2 separate regions of the Mus musculus genome follow, and region 1 is linked to region 2. Evidence: chromatin contacts called from public HiChIP or PLAC-seq data. All regions are on one chromosome and are shown on one strand. Each heading gives the region's core, a stretch centred on a gene start, on an enhancer-like site or on the middle of the called end of the contact. The rest is flanking DNA. Distances are from core to core; before and after follow the strand shown. Region 1 overlaps Acoxl (acyl-Coenzyme A oxidase-like). Region 2 overlaps Nphp1 (nephronophthisis 1 (juvenile) homolog (human)).

What was found. HiChIP or PLAC-seq counts read pairs in DNA pulled down with a chosen protein or histone mark.
Region 1: an HNF4G HiChIP or PLAC-seq map of pancreatic cancer cells shows a contact between it and region 2. The contact joins two enhancer-like sites. A contact is called at or near these places in 8 of 39 promoter capture datasets (the HPC-7 cell line, embryonic stem cells, hematopoietic stem and progenitor cells and 3 more), 1 of 484 Hi-C or Micro-C datasets (trophoblast stem cells) and 1 of 115 datasets of contacts at active chromatin or transcription factors (pancreatic cancer cells).

What each region holds. Positions count from the first base shown.
Region 1 is chr2:127,889,557-127,892,290 of GRCm38.p6, forward strand. The region is part of intron 8 of Acoxl (acyl-Coenzyme A oxidase-like); the gene reads left to right. Among named protein-coding and RNA genes, the nearest start is that of Acoxl, 36 kb to the left of the region's middle. Within about 2 kb of position 1,270, at least 43 of the 459 cell types and tissues checked have an H3K27ac peak or open chromatin away from gene starts, as enhancers often do. A contact at or near this core is called in pancreatic cancer cells, where this site is marked.
Region 2 is chr2:127,758,821-127,761,520 of GRCm38.p6, forward strand. It overlaps Nphp1 (nephronophthisis 1 (juvenile) homolog (human)), which reads right to left. Exons shown (of 20, transcript NM_016902.4): 12 at 2,342-2,416; 13 at 756-866. Among named protein-coding and RNA genes, the nearest start is that of Nphp1, 29 kb to the right of the region's middle. Within about 2 kb of position 1,396, at least 42 of the 459 cell types and tissues checked have an H3K27ac peak or open chromatin away from gene starts, as enhancers often do. A contact at or near this core is called in pancreatic cancer cells, where this site is marked.

The sequences.
Region 1 (2,734 bases), core at 20-2,519, 130 kb after region 2:
CGTGGAACCTTCCCAGGACCAACCACCAGAGGGCAGCAAAGACCAATTTGCGGATTGTTTCCTGACTGCTTATTTGCTTTGCTTTGGGTGTCAGAAGTGGCTGGAATTTTGCCGTTGTCAGCGGTTTATTCGGCTTCTTATCAACCACAAGTGCTGACTTTAAAAGGGCAATGGTCACTGTGAGAGTGGGGGAGCCTCAGCTGTGTGATTGCTGGGCTCAAGATCAAGCTTGTAAATAAGCTATGGTTATTTTGATGACTCCAGGGCATAATTTGACTCATAAATGTCTCCTAAAATCAAATGAACCCAACAAAACCAAAGCCCGTTGTATCACTTTGGATGGGTATAAAAATGCTTACACATTGTCGTGTTGACTCTATGGCAATTGCTTATGTTTTTACAACAGAAACGTAAACATTTATCTTTATTTTGAGTCAGGGTCTTGCAATGTATCTCTGCCTGGCTTTGAACTCCCCTTATAGACCAGGTTGGCCTCTAACTCAGAGAGATATCCCTGCCTCTTCAGGCCAGTTACTGGGATTAAAGACATATATACCGCAATATTTATCTTTTAAAAGATTAATCTGCCGCACTTTCCTCCAAAGTGAGGAGCCAGAGCTCAGTACAGCTAGAGATAAGCTTGTGTGTTGAAAGTGTGTGGAAGAACTACCGTTTTGAGCGCAGTTCCTTTTATATGGGCCCAATTTGTTCCCTTTCAGCACTGCGATGATGATAGAGATGACCTGGTGCATACCCCACAGAGACTCAGAGTGTACCAAAGAAACTAGACCATTGAAAGGGAGCATCCAGGGTTACCCTGGCAAGGGGACAGGGGCAGGTGGTGGTCGGGATCCAGGGCTAGCACCTTATAGAAGGAAAGCCCTAGGGTATTGTGGGTTGGAAGGGACCTCGGAGATTGTGTTCTATACTAAGCCCCACTGCTCTCCATGGTTGGGATTGAATCTAAGAATTCCTACATGAAGAATACAAACTCGGTCGCTCAGCTGCGCCCCACCCCCTCTTTTATAGAAATATTTCCGAGTAAGGCCTCTTGATCCCTGGCAGAGTGACCTAGAGTTGGCATGCAGCCCATCTTTCTTGAGTCACACAGCTAGGTCGTGCTTACAGATAGATGGACACTCTCAGCGCCTGTGGTAGGAGTGGAGTTTTTCAGTGCTGAAGGAGAGGGAAGTCCTTGGGCGTTCCTCCCTGTTTGATGTGGCATAGGGAACTTTAGCTGCTGTGACTGTGCCAGCAGTTCAAGGATCAGCACTGCTTGTCAGTGAGTCATCAGAGGCCAAACAGGCCTCTGGGAACCCAGCCTTCTGAGGCTCCAGGTACAGCCACGGCAGCCATGGGGACTGGGACACATGGCTGTGGACTGTTTTTCAGATGTTCCTTGCTTGGGTCCTGCTAGGAAGGAAGCTGGCCTTCCTCAGCTCTGTGGCCCACTTACTTGGGACAGAGGGTATCTGGGCTACAGCTGTAGGGAGCTGCATTGTTTCATGGAGACTGTCACCTGTCACTGGGAATCATCGTCTGTGCCACCTGGAAGGTTGGACAATGACAACCGATGGCTGGCAGGTTTTCCTCAGTGTTTCTGCCTGAAGCCATTTCCATGTAAGATGGTCCCTGTGAAGGGGACTGTCCCTTTTCTTCACATTTCACTCTGTCATGTTTCTGTCCCTTGCTTTAGTAGATTCACAGAGAAAGGGATTGAAAGAGAAAAGCCACAACTGTGGCTGGCTTTTGTTGAGAGCTTCCTGTTAAGGGACAGCATTTGAAGCATGCTATGAGCAATCACAGTTCATCTCGGCAGTCCTGTAAGGTGGATATTCTCATGAGTCTTGTATTTAGTTGAGAAATGTTGTGATCTAAAACAACATAGCAGTTTGTCCAGGGTTTGTCAGGGCTCACAGTTCACTAGGGTCCAGTTCTTACCGTGCAGGCAGGGTAGTTTTCAGGTGATAAGTCTTTGAGTGTCTTGCATAAGCCCTAGCCACAGCTGCTCCTGGATCACTGTGTGGTATACAGTCATGTTTGCTTTGATTAACTGAGCTTAACCAAAGATTTAAAAATTGTCTACATTGAAAGTCATAGAGATTCTACCCAAACTGGAATTTGTCAGATGTCAGCTGGCTAGTGGCAGGGCCAGAATCTAGGCCTCCACCCCATCTAGTGGCTCTATAGTAGGCTGCTGGCTTTTTCTAAGAGTAGTACCTTTCCGTGGTCCCAAGCATCTGTGTGCCAGGAGGGCTAATGAAGGGCTGAGGCCCGAGGCTTCTTCATACAGATGTTCTTTTATGGGGAAAGGAGCCATTTATGGCAAACATTTATGGAAGGTGTCCAGAGGAATTTTAAAAAACTCAATCCACTGTAATAATTTTCTTTCTTTTTTTCTGTTTGTTTGTTTATTTGTTTTTCAAGACAGGGTTTCTCTGTGTAGCCCTGGCTGTCCTGGAACTCACTTTGTAGACCAGGCTGGCCTTGAACTCAGAAATCCACCTGCCTCTGCCTCCCAAGTGCTGGGACTAAAGGCATGCGCCACCACTGCCCGGCTTGTAATAATTTTCTATGCCTAGTCTACAATAAACTTTAATAGGTCAAAAAAGGTTTATCTCTCATTATAGATATTTAAAAATTCCCTGGGCCTTTTTAGTCAGACACCACAAAACTCTGAGGGGAGGAGCAAGATGAGAGTCTATGACTTGTTTGTGTTTCTGAATTTCTTGGT
Region 2 (2,700 bases), core at 146-2,645:
TCCTATCTTGAAAACTAATTAACTAACTAACTAACTAAATAAATAAATAAATAATTTAAAAAAAAAAAAAGAGAGAGTCATGGGCTGGAGAGATGGCTCAGTGGTTAAGAGCACTGGCTGCTCTTCCAGATGTACTAAGTTCAATTCCCAGAAACCACATGGTGGCTCACAACCATCTATGATGGGATCTGACACCCTCTTCTGGTGTGTCTGAAGATAGCAATAATGTACTCACATAAAATGAATAATTAAAAAAAAAAATGAGAGTCAGCATCAATCTGGTTCCTTCAGAGTTAATTTCTGATACACAGAAATCCTTCTTTGTGGTTTCAGTGTGGATCTCCCCTAAAGGCATGTATGTTTGAATACCTGGTCTCCAGCTGGTATACTGTTTGGGATTTTGGTTGCAGAACCTTTAGGGGTAGACCCTGCTGGAGGAAGTGGGTCACTGGGGCAGCCTTGAGGTTACAGTCCAGTCCCATTTGTTCCCTGCCTGCCTTCCTCTTGACTGCTGCTGCAGTGAGCCTAGGCCTCCCTCTGCTGCCTGGCGTGCTTCCCTGCCATGGTGTTCTTATCCCTGGAACTGTGAGCTGGAATAAACTCTTCCCCTGAATAAACACTTCTGTCAGGGCGTTTTACCAGAACACCACAAGTGTAGCTAACATAGCTTCTATCACTTTGCTTGTAAGTCAGATATGGTTCTAACGATTCCCCTTTGATGCATTAGAACAGTTTGTCTTTCAGTTTTGACATACATTGCGAATGTAAGAAATTCCAAGTTCAAATAATATCCCAAGGTCTGGAGTTGAAGAATTGGACCTGATAAAACAGTCACCATCGAGCAAGCATGGCAAGATGCCAGTGACCTAGAAAGATAAGGAAGCCAAAGTTACTGACAGAAGTGAAGAGTGTCCCTCATCAGCAAAGGGCTCTTGCTATACTAAAGGGCCCACAGAGATGGCTCAGTGAGCAAAGGGCTTGCAGCCAGGCCTGAAGACTTGAGTTTGATCCCTGGATGGACCCACAAAGTAGAGGAGAGTACTGACACCTCCAAGCTATCCTCTCCCCTTCTTTTGCATGTATAGTTTTAGCATATGATATGTTAAAATAGACAAATGTAAAATGAACAAACAAAAAATGTTCTTGAAAGTAGATGGACCAGATTCACACGTGAATGATTAGAAGCAGAAACATTTAGCTTTCCTGTTGACAGGGAAATTACCTTAAACCTTCTTGATTTGTTTGTTTAGTTGGTTGATTGGTTATTAATTTTTATTTATTTTTTGCTTAGAAAAGGCAAAGAAGCAAAGAACTATCAGTCAACCCCAGAGCTGTGACAAAACACATCCTGTTTGTTACATCACACTATTTCTAAAGGACTGAAGGCCACGGTGCATGTGGCCTGTCCAAGGCCATAATCTATCAGTAGTGGATACTGCTGCTGCTCACAAATGTAAGTGCACATGTACACTCCTCCCACATCACCAGAGCATGTGATGTGATCAGCTTCATGCAAGAAAAGCACCCATATTATTCCTCAGCCCATCCTCACGTCCCGGGAAACCAGGAAATCCGACTTTTAACGCTGCGCATTGCCAGAGATGAGGGGCAAACTGTGAAGGTCTGAGCCAAAGGACAAGCAGTGCTCCCTAGAGGCGGGGGTGAGGGAACAAAGGGCTTGAGGAGCTGTGCCACGGAGCATCGAGGACACAAGTCACATCAAGTGAGGTGGCTGAGCCTCCAGCACAGCCTGTGCCCTCTCCCTGACCTGTCTTGTGCTAAGACCTGATGCAGTAGGAGGAAGGGAACTGAAGGGCTTCTAGGGTGCAGGGGAACAAAGGGGTTAGTTGTGGGAGGGAGGCAAACGATGAAGCCATGAGTCCTTGGAGGTAGGAAAAAGCAAACCACAAACAATACTGTCAAAAGTACACGAAGACTCTCTTGACTCACTAGGCAGTGTCTGTGTGACATTGACTCAGGGGCTCGAAGCCCTAACCTCACCACAGCCTCGGCGGGATCTGGGTGTGACACGCCAGCCTTTGATTCCTATCTGAGGGAAATACCAAGTGCCATTAGCACAGTTGGAAGATTTCATTTTGAAAAACGCCCAATCCTAATCTTACTTCTTGTTTTCTGCTCCATGAAAGGACATTTCCTAAAGTTGAAATCCACCTAGAGGCTGTGGTCACAGCTTCAGTGAGTCAGGGACCTGAGGGACTCTTGCAAAAAATAATGAAGATTTCCATTTTGCCCTAAACACTGCACGTCCCATGCAGCACACTCTGGAAGCTTCCGGTGCCCCTTCTACTGCACAGGAGGAGGCTCCCAGCAGGTGACTTACCTGAGGAGAGAAGGTCCATGTTTTTGGCTTCTTAGGCTGCCACACGGCTCGAACTGTATGGATATTACTCAGGACCTAAAAGGAGATTTTTTTTTTTCATTTGAAACCACATTGTAGGGGCCAATGAGACCCTGCACATCTGAATCCCAAGCCAGCAACAATGTCTGCATCTATGTGTATGTGTTGAAAATGGAAGAACAAAAGATTAGAAGGGAGAGAAAAACCAAGCAGGCAGCTGAGGGTGGGGAGTCCAGTGCAGAGCACATGTTGAGCACATGTGAGGCCCTGAGCACCATCTCTACCCACAAGAAAAAATCTGTAAAAATGCAGCATCCAGCCGAAAGCCCCAGGCTCCCTGC